Regions from separate parts of the Mus musculus genome. Here regions 2 and 3 are each linked to region 1. The links are chromatin contacts, called in public promoter capture Hi-C maps. All regions are on one chromosome and are shown on one strand. Each heading gives the region's core, a stretch centred on a gene start, on an enhancer-like site or on the middle of the called end of the contact. The rest is flanking DNA. Distances are from core to core; before and after follow the strand shown.

The links. Capture Hi-C pulls out chosen DNA fragments and counts their contacts.
Region 2: a contact with region 1 is called in a promoter capture Hi-C map of liver. The contact joins two enhancer-like sites. A contact is called at or near these places in 3 of 484 Hi-C or Micro-C datasets (CD4 T cells, bone marrow-derived DN2 thymocytes and nephron progenitors) and 3 of 9 other capture datasets (adipose tissue, liver and pancreatic islet).
Region 3: a contact with region 1 is called in a promoter capture Hi-C map of liver. The contact joins two enhancer-like sites. A contact is called at or near these places in 1 of 15 datasets of contacts at CTCF or cohesin (large pre-B cells), 3 of 484 Hi-C or Micro-C datasets (the N1E-115 cell line, the P5424 cell line and embryonic fibroblasts), 1 of 115 datasets of contacts at active chromatin or transcription factors (microglia) and 3 of 9 other capture datasets (adipose tissue, liver and pancreatic islet).

Annotation. Positions count from the first base shown.
Region 1 is chr7:75,753,421-75,756,120 of GRCm38.p6, forward strand. Akap13 (A kinase (PRKA) anchor protein 13) reads left to right here. Exons shown (of 37, transcript NM_029332.1): 37 at 1-1,189. Among named protein-coding and RNA genes, the nearest start is that of AU020206, 27 kb to the right of the region's middle. Within about 2 kb of position 1,336, at least 37 of the 459 cell types and tissues checked have an H3K27ac peak or open chromatin away from gene starts, as enhancers often do. A contact at or near this core is called in liver, where this site is marked.
Region 2 is chr7:75,685,405-75,688,104 of GRCm38.p6, forward strand. It overlaps Akap13 (A kinase (PRKA) anchor protein 13), which reads left to right. Exons shown (of 37, transcript NM_029332.1): 14 at 1,809-1,917. Among named protein-coding and RNA genes, the nearest start is that of AU020206, 95 kb to the right of the region's middle. Within about 2 kb of position 1,362, at least 115 of the 459 cell types and tissues checked have an H3K27ac peak or open chromatin away from gene starts, as enhancers often do. A contact at or near this core is called in liver, where this site is marked.
Region 3 is chr7:75,641,309-75,644,008 of GRCm38.p6, forward strand. All of the region lies in intron 8 of Akap13 (A kinase (PRKA) anchor protein 13), which reads left to right. Among named protein-coding and RNA genes, the nearest start is that of AU020206, 140 kb to the right of the region's middle. Within about 2 kb of position 1,278, at least 228 of the 459 cell types and tissues checked have an H3K27ac peak or open chromatin away from gene starts, as enhancers often do. A contact at or near this core is called in liver, where this site is marked.

The DNA of each region.
Region 1 (2,700 bases), core at 86-2,585:
CCACTCTCACGGAAGTCACCTGCAGGGAAGAAGCCCTCACCACGATTGATTTTTTTTTTTTTTTTCTGTTTCAAAAGGTACGAACTGAGTCTTCTGAGGGTCACGCTAGCGCCGCCCATTGCTAGCCCCGCCCACTGCCACACTGGTTCTTCCCAGCCTCCCTCATAGCAACAGCAAGCACAGATGTGATGAACCATTCAGGGTAACATCAGTACACACAGGCTTAGTAAAGGACACAACCTGGGCCCGTAGGCCAGAGCTTGCCTACAGTCCTCTCCATGCAAGTTTGTAATGTCTCCTCCTATCCCCGAGGCTCTTGTCACCTCACCCACTGTTCTTGCCAAGGCTCTTAAGTTGCCTTTGATACGTACCCAGAAGACAGTCACGGAGTGTGGGCGTCCTTGTCTGGATACCTGTGTATGGGTGCCTGTAAGAGAAGCAGCGACACACACACACACACACACACACACCCCTGCAGAGACCAGCTCCTTGTTTTCTTTCTTGTAGCATAACATTCCTAGTTAAGTTTGCTGCCTGCTGGCCAGGTGGAGAAATGCAAAGTATTCTAATGCTGCCATAAGCGGGGAGGGGTGGCAGAAGCCTTTTCCTGCACTCACAAGACTTACTTTGTCAAATGATCAACAGGTCCTGAGTTACTTCTCCATCTCAACTAAGGTGTAAAGTGGGTTTGCCCCACTACTGCAAGTGTGCCCTGCGGAGAAACCAGGCAGGCGCTACTGCCTCAGACCCCAGAGGGCCTCTGCAGCAAGCACAGAACCTATGCCTTAGAACCCTGCTAGCCTCAGCTGCCCTGCCTTGGTTGACACCTGCTGGGATTGGCTTGTCTCAGGTTTCTTCCTGAGGCCTGGGCTCTACAGAAGGTGGGCAGGATACACCTATCTATACCTCTGTTCTTGTTAAGTCGTCTCCAAATGCTGTATGAACATTTCTGTACTAAGCCCTATTAAATAAAAAGTCGGGTTAAACCCAAGTGCTGTATAGTAATTTGTAATTATGTATAAAATTAAGCAGTTTTGAACTGTAAAGATTTTTCAGTGTGTTTTCTGGAAATTTGCCACAACATACTGGCTTTGTATTTTATTTATCATCCATTGTAGTTACTGGCTTCAAACTCTTGTAAAGTCCCCCTCAGACCTTTCAAAAATAATAAATGTCTTTGAGATCTTGACCTCTGCCGTGATGTATTTGTGGTAAGGGAGTATTCACCTCCCTACCCTGGCAAGCCATCTGTTTCTGTGCTGTTGGGAGTAGGGTGTAAGGAGGAGTGGCCTCCCACAGCAGGCAAAACCAGGAGATCCGCCCCAAACCTCCAGGGTCACTGACCCATCCACCCTAAGTCAGAGTCCAAACCAAGCGTCCATGAAGTCAGCACAGTCAGGTTCAAGCTGCTCTGCTGACTACATGTTCCATCTTGGTTAACTCAACCTCAGGAACCAAGTCCCATGCACGTGGAACACTGCAAAGACACACCAGGTCAGACTGGCTGGTCCACACGCACTGCTTGGGCTGCTGTCCCCAGGCAGATGAGCTAATGTTCTCTGGACTTTGAGGAATTATACCATCTAGTGGCACAGAAGCCATGGGCAAAGCTCCCTGGGATCCTAACTGCCGCCTTCATTCCAACAACCAGCCTGCCAGGCTCTCCAAGGTCCCAGTCTGCCCATGAACTTGGAAGTGCATACATTTTTTAGCAGAGGCATTTGTAACCTTAGCAATAGCCATTCCCCTGCAAGTCCCTGGAATACTGACCCCTTTTCAACATCTTCTACCCCTGGCTGTCTTACTCCCCCACTGAGCATCCAGCTTGGCTCATCTGTCTCACCCCAGTGGGTCTGATTGCAGACTCTCAGCCTGAAGGAACAATGGTTCCTGTGGAGGCATTCACCTCCACTGTAGCTGGTTTTGAGCCAGAGAAAGGGCTGGGAGTCAAATCGGGGCCAAGGGGTGGGGGTGGGGTTGGGAGGCACAAAGCACAAGGCTCCAAGAACCCTGGATGGCCCTTCTGTAGGATGGTACCCTCCTGCTGGTCCCGAAGGGAAATCATTGTGCATAGGGCCTCCACCATAGCACAAACCTGATGTGTGAAAGTGGCCATTGCTGTTTGAAGGTCTCCATCCCAAGGGACTGCCCATGGCAAGGGTAGCCAGTTGTATCTTTTCTATTAGGGACCTTCCTTCTGGGAGGCTCTGCCTAGAAAGCCGGAGTGACTGCTTCACACAGCCAGACAGAGGCCTAAACCCACAGTGGGGAAGGAGCATCAGGAAACCACAGGGACTACACAACCAGGGAAGAAAGAGCTTGCACATGAGACAGGCAGGTTGCTATTCCTGGTCTTATGATTTCCTTGACAGCAACAACAAAACTGAGCATAGCAACAAGCTGTGAACCTAAGATCCCAATGGTCCAGCAACAACAAAACTGAGCATAGCAACAAGCTGTGGACCTAAGATCCCACTGGTCCAGCACCCGCCTCTCAGTCCCAACAGTTCTGCCATCCTACGGTGGTGTTCGTTAGGCGTCAGAAGTGGAAAATGCAGACAGGGAAGAGCCTGGGAGTGGTGAATGCTCCAGCCTAGAGGAACTGAGCCAAGTACTGCCCATAGCTCCCCTCTGCCATCCCAGTTCCCAGGGTATCCAAGTGACAGTCCCCACACCCTACCCGCTTTCATATGGTAATTA
Region 2 (2,700 bases), core at 112-2,611, 68 kb before region 1:
AAATACTAGTACTTACCTATTAAATAGTATCTTCAGTTCTAGCAATAACACGCTTTTAGAACTAAACATGAATATTTAAAAATACATCAGTTGGTCTGGAGAGATGGCTCAGTGGTTAAGAACACTTACTGCTCTTGCAGAGGACTGACATTTGGTGCCTAGCACCCACATAAAGTGGCTTACAGTCATCCATGACTCCAGTTCCAAGGACCTAGTATCTTCTTCTGACCTCCAGGGGCACCAGACATGAATGTAGCATGGATACATGCATTCAGATAAAACACTCTATACAAAAATAATAATAAATATAAAATATTATTTTTTAAAAAGAATACATTAATCTATACAGATTTAAATATTCCATCACAGCAAATGTTTTAGGATTAGGAATGTATTCAGTTCATTGTAAATTGAGTTTTAAAGTATATTGCATGTCATTATTAAATTTAGCAATTTGAAAATCCATGCCCCATGGTTATTCCCTAGAGAAAATATGGTCTTTGTGTCAATCATACTGCTCAAGAAAGTCTGTTGATCCCTCCCTTACCTGTGAGAGCTTCATGCCCCTGAGAAGTTTGGCAGATGACCTTTCTTTTAGTAAATGGTACTAATTATCATTGCTATCTTTCTGACTTAATCTTTCTAGATGAAGTCAACACATCTAGATAAATATCCGCATTTTTGTACCATGGTGTGCTGTGCTGTGCTGTGCTGTGCTGTGCTGTGCTGTGCTGTGCTGTGCTGTGCTGTGCTGTGCTGTGCTATGCTATGCTATGCTATGCAATGCATAGTCCTCATAGAGCTTCCATCTTACCTTTAGTTCCTCTTGTGCACAGCCTCAGAGTGGGTGTTGTGCTGCATGTATCTTTCTGATCTAGACAAGTTGCCTGCAGTCAACTTCCTCTTAAAAGTCTGCTGTTCTCGGAGGTCATTTTTCAGACCTCACAGTTGTATTTGAAACATAGCAACTGTTTGCCTCAGATTCCATGGTTACACATGGAACAAGCTCTAAATAATCAGAAATCTCTGGCCCAAATGAGTGAGTGCATGCTAGGAGGAGACGTTCAGTATCTCAATTTGTGTGAATCAGAAAAAGGCAGATTTCATCTTGTGAGAGTATTCGAATGAGCTGTCTCAAAATGAAAGACACATGAGACCCTTATCACCAGAAGTAAAAAATGGTTGCTTCCGGGATGTTAAAAGGAGCCTCTGCTTTTGCTTGGGCTACATGGCTTTTAAAATGCTATGGATTTAAATTGCCAGTAACTACTGAGGAAGTTAAGTTACTAAATTGCAGTCACCCTGTGTTCATGTACAGTCAATCTAAGAGGAAGTGAAAGAGATTTCGCCTCTTCCCAGATGCAACGCTGCTTTGCTACTGCTCTTGAACTGCTTTCTGCTCACATCTCAGTTTCCAAGTCCTTATAATCAGAATAACAACATGTCCTATTGTCAATCTCTGAAGACAGTTTGATTTTTCAAAGCAGCAGTGCTCTATGTAATTTGGTACCTCTGATGAAGTTACTTACCAGGTTGTGTGACCAGCAAATACCTAGTGAGTTCTTACTCAATTTGAAACCTTATTAAATGCTCTGAGGGATGGAAACCCACTGTAAATGGTGAATACTCACCAGTTCCAGGAGGAACAAGGAGGCTTAGAAAGCTAAGCAGCTAAGTACCAGTTAAGTGGCAGAGGCAGACTGGATTCCACTTCTTCCTTCACTAAGTTGGGTCAATGCAAATTCTGCACGTCTATATATATGAATATGTACTTAGAACTCATCCTCCATTTTTTTTTAATTTTGTAGACATGTTACAGGTCTAAACAACAGGGATTTAACTACTGTACATCAGCCATTTCTTCTCCATTGACAAAATCCATCTCATTAATGACAATCAGTCATCCTGGATTGGACAGTGAGTATATTACTTTTTTAAAAAAATTAAGTATACCTTAACTACTTTTCTTATCAATTTTCTTATTTTGGGATCTTATTAACTTCTAAAATGTGTCTGCTTCTTCTTTGGACTGTCTTTATACTTAACCATAACTGCTAAGATATCAGTTTTTAACCCTTCCTCTTGGTATATAAAAGCCTCTTTGATGCGTACATTATATTCATTATATTGTGGAGTTTAAATATGACACTATTTTTAAAAGGATTTTTTAAATAATTTCAGACTTGAAAATGGGTAAAATGACTCTCACTGAAGAAATACCTAGCAAGAAAAGTACATGGAAAAAATATCAAGAACTTGTGCATTCTTCCCTCAAATTACCAAATGTTACAATATTTCATATTTTTCCAGAATACTCCCTTTCTTTATCACTCTCCTTCAGAGCGTAGGTTTCTGTACCCCTAAGTAATTTAATATGTCTCTTAAAAACAAAGATACCTTTCTTATTACCTGAATCAGGGGATTAATCCTGATCAAATTAATCTAATATAGACACAGTTCAGTTTTTCTCACCTTTTCCTGGGTCCAGGATCCTGTCTAAGAACAGATGTTAAAATGAGTATTTATGTCACAGTAGGCTCCTTAAATCTAGAAATATTTTTCAAGTGATCTTGCTTCTGCTGAACTTCACAGAAGACAAATTAATTCTAGCAGTCAGAAATTTCAAGCTCAAGAGACAGAGCTGAAGAACATTTTTACTTAAGTACAGGAGGATTAAATCTGAAAATGACTACTAAAACT
Region 3 (2,700 bases), core at 28-2,527, 110 kb before region 1:
TTTGCTCCGTTGCTTTCTCCTAAGCAGACTAGCCTCCTTAAACACCTGGCCTGAGGAAATGGTGACTCATTAGACCTTCGTTACCCTTTCACAGCTTCAAAAAGAAAACACCTTTCACCAACTTTGCTTGCATTATTGAGAGAAACTGTAGTATTTAGTCCCTTCACTTCCTTTCTGTTGTGGTGTTTAAGGTTGTACACTCACATTCTCCAAATCCGTGTAAGGGGCTGCACTCTGTCCCCTTAGAGAGAACGTAGGACTGCTTCTCCCGGAAAGCATTAGAATGCTGTTTCCCTTGTTTGGTGTTGCTTTTGGCACAGAGTCTCTTTATATAACCCTGTCTGTCATGGAACTCATGTCATGGATCAGGCTATCCTCGAACTCACAGAGGTCTGCCTGCTCTGTCTCCATAGTGCTGGGATTAAAGGCATGTCCGTACCTAGCCCACTGTGGGTTTATTTTAGGGTTTTGTTTTAACCCCCTTTTCTATTCTTTCACCTCTCTTTTCTGCTTTTTGCTTCCTTGATTCCTCTTCCTCTTTACCCCTCCAATGTTTATTACAGTCCCCAGTGTCTAAAAATGAACGACTGTGTCTGCTCCTGAGGCATAGGAGACTGGCAACTGGAGAGGTCTGGAGAAGCAAGAAAACAGGCAAATGAAGTCACATAGTCCCATGATTGAGAGGTGTGACAGGCAAGGCGGTCTCAGCCACGTGACTCTTCTTAGTCCCAAGAGTCCTAAGAGACATGCGTACATTCATCCTATGCCATCTCTTTAACTTTCTTTAGAACTTTCTCAGACCCCAGATGAGACAAAACCTTAACTTGTGATGACTTCTAACCCTTGCCAGACATTTTTGTAGCTAATTCTACATCCTAGAGACATAACTCTGAAATATTTGGCTAACATTTTTCTGATATTAAATCATTCCTTTGCATTCTGCAGGGAGATGCTGTATACGCCTTGGCTGGATTCAGGGTCTCTGTGTCTTTCCTGAATGCCAAGGCTGTAGTACAGACTAGTAGTGTTTAGTATAACACCGCCTTTCTTTATTAGCATACTACTGGCATCAAAGGGACTGAGGTCGTTCCTTGCGGTGTCTGACAGAGCCTTTTTCACTGGGGACTTGTAAGGAGGAGGAGGAGCAGGAGGAAGCCTGTTGGAAAAGGAAGCCTTGTTTTTTCTCTTAGTCTGTAGATGATTCATGTTCCCACCACTGCAATTAGGTTTCCAAACCTCCAAGGCTGCTGGTGCAGGTCTGAAAGGGCAAGTAATGACGATCTTGAGAGAGCAGGGTAAAGGGTGTGGAGGCTGCGGAGGGAGGGACTGGCTAGCTAGCGGCAGCCAGCTAGGGAGGGAGGGAGGGAGGACATCTGGGGGAGTGGTCTATTTTCCTTGTACTCGGCCGGCTGGCTGTCCTTAGATATTTTCAACTTAAGTCAAAATCCAGCCCTGCTGCTGAAGAGCTGGAGACTGGCTAAAAAAGTGGATACTCTAGAAAATACCTCCAGATTTTTTTTCTCCCCCCCCCCCCCCCCGCCTCCATATAGGTTTCTTGCCTTTGTTGTTTTAAGGAATTCTCTCGTGCCATCACTTTGAAATAGCCACCTTCCTTTTAAAAAAAAAAAAAAAAACCTTTGTCTTCGTGGCTAAGTGCTTACTGGCTCTGGGTTTTCTGCATACATGTGCCAACCATTATGCTTAGCCAGTTCGTCCTTAATTTTTCTACTGGAGTTCTCGGCAGTGATGGAAAAGATCTGTGCTTCTCTTTCAGTCAAGATCTGCACAGCAGCGATCTTACTGCAGACTGCTTTTATTATGAATTATAAACTCGTCTCCGTGCTCTGAAGTTGCCAGAAAGTTCCCACTTAGTTCACAGATTTGGAGTCTGCTTTTTTTTTTTTTTTTTTTTTTTCCTTAACCCGAGAGTTTTCTATATAGAGGAATCTGGAAGCAGAAGTCTCCTCCCGCCCACTGTGAGAATTTGGAATTTCGGACCTGTGTGAGCACATTGGTCCCTGGATTCAGCAGATATCCGTCTACATTTTGTCTCTTCTTTTCTGCATCTGTACAAAATGTATGAGCGGCACAAAAGGCGCTATAGCCTGTGTGACATCTCCAAGGTGGACAGGACTGTCGATGTGGTGTTGCTGAAGGTAAGAAGGGGCCACACCTCATACAGTTTCAACATCTCAGGAAGACTTCTCTCTGTACCCTTACTGCCCGGTCTTGATCCTTCCTAAACTAGGATGAAGTGTGAGAAAGCCTGAGCTAACAGTGACAGAAGATCAAGGGGGTGGGGGGGTGGGGGATTTAAAGTTCTTTAAAGGCATGTCTGAACAGAGACTGTGTCTGTGTGTGTGTGTGTGTGTGTGTGTGTGTGTGTGTGTGTGTGTGTGAGAGAGAGAGAGAGAGAGAAAATGAATCTGCAACAAAGCACTTATTACTAAAATAAAATTTTACTTGTTCTAAGTAGAATCTAAATAATCACAAAGGAGGAATTCATTCTCAGAGCTGCCCTTTTGCTAGATGCCTCTGTTTTTCTGTTGCTTGCCCCATCCCCACACCTCAATTCCACCTCTCTTTCTCTGTGAGCTTCCTTTTCTGTCCGTCTCTTTGTCCCTTTGTCTGTGTAGGTCTTTGGTCTTTCCTATCCATCTGCTCTTCTCCTGTCTCTCAGTCTTAGTTTTCCAGGGAAAC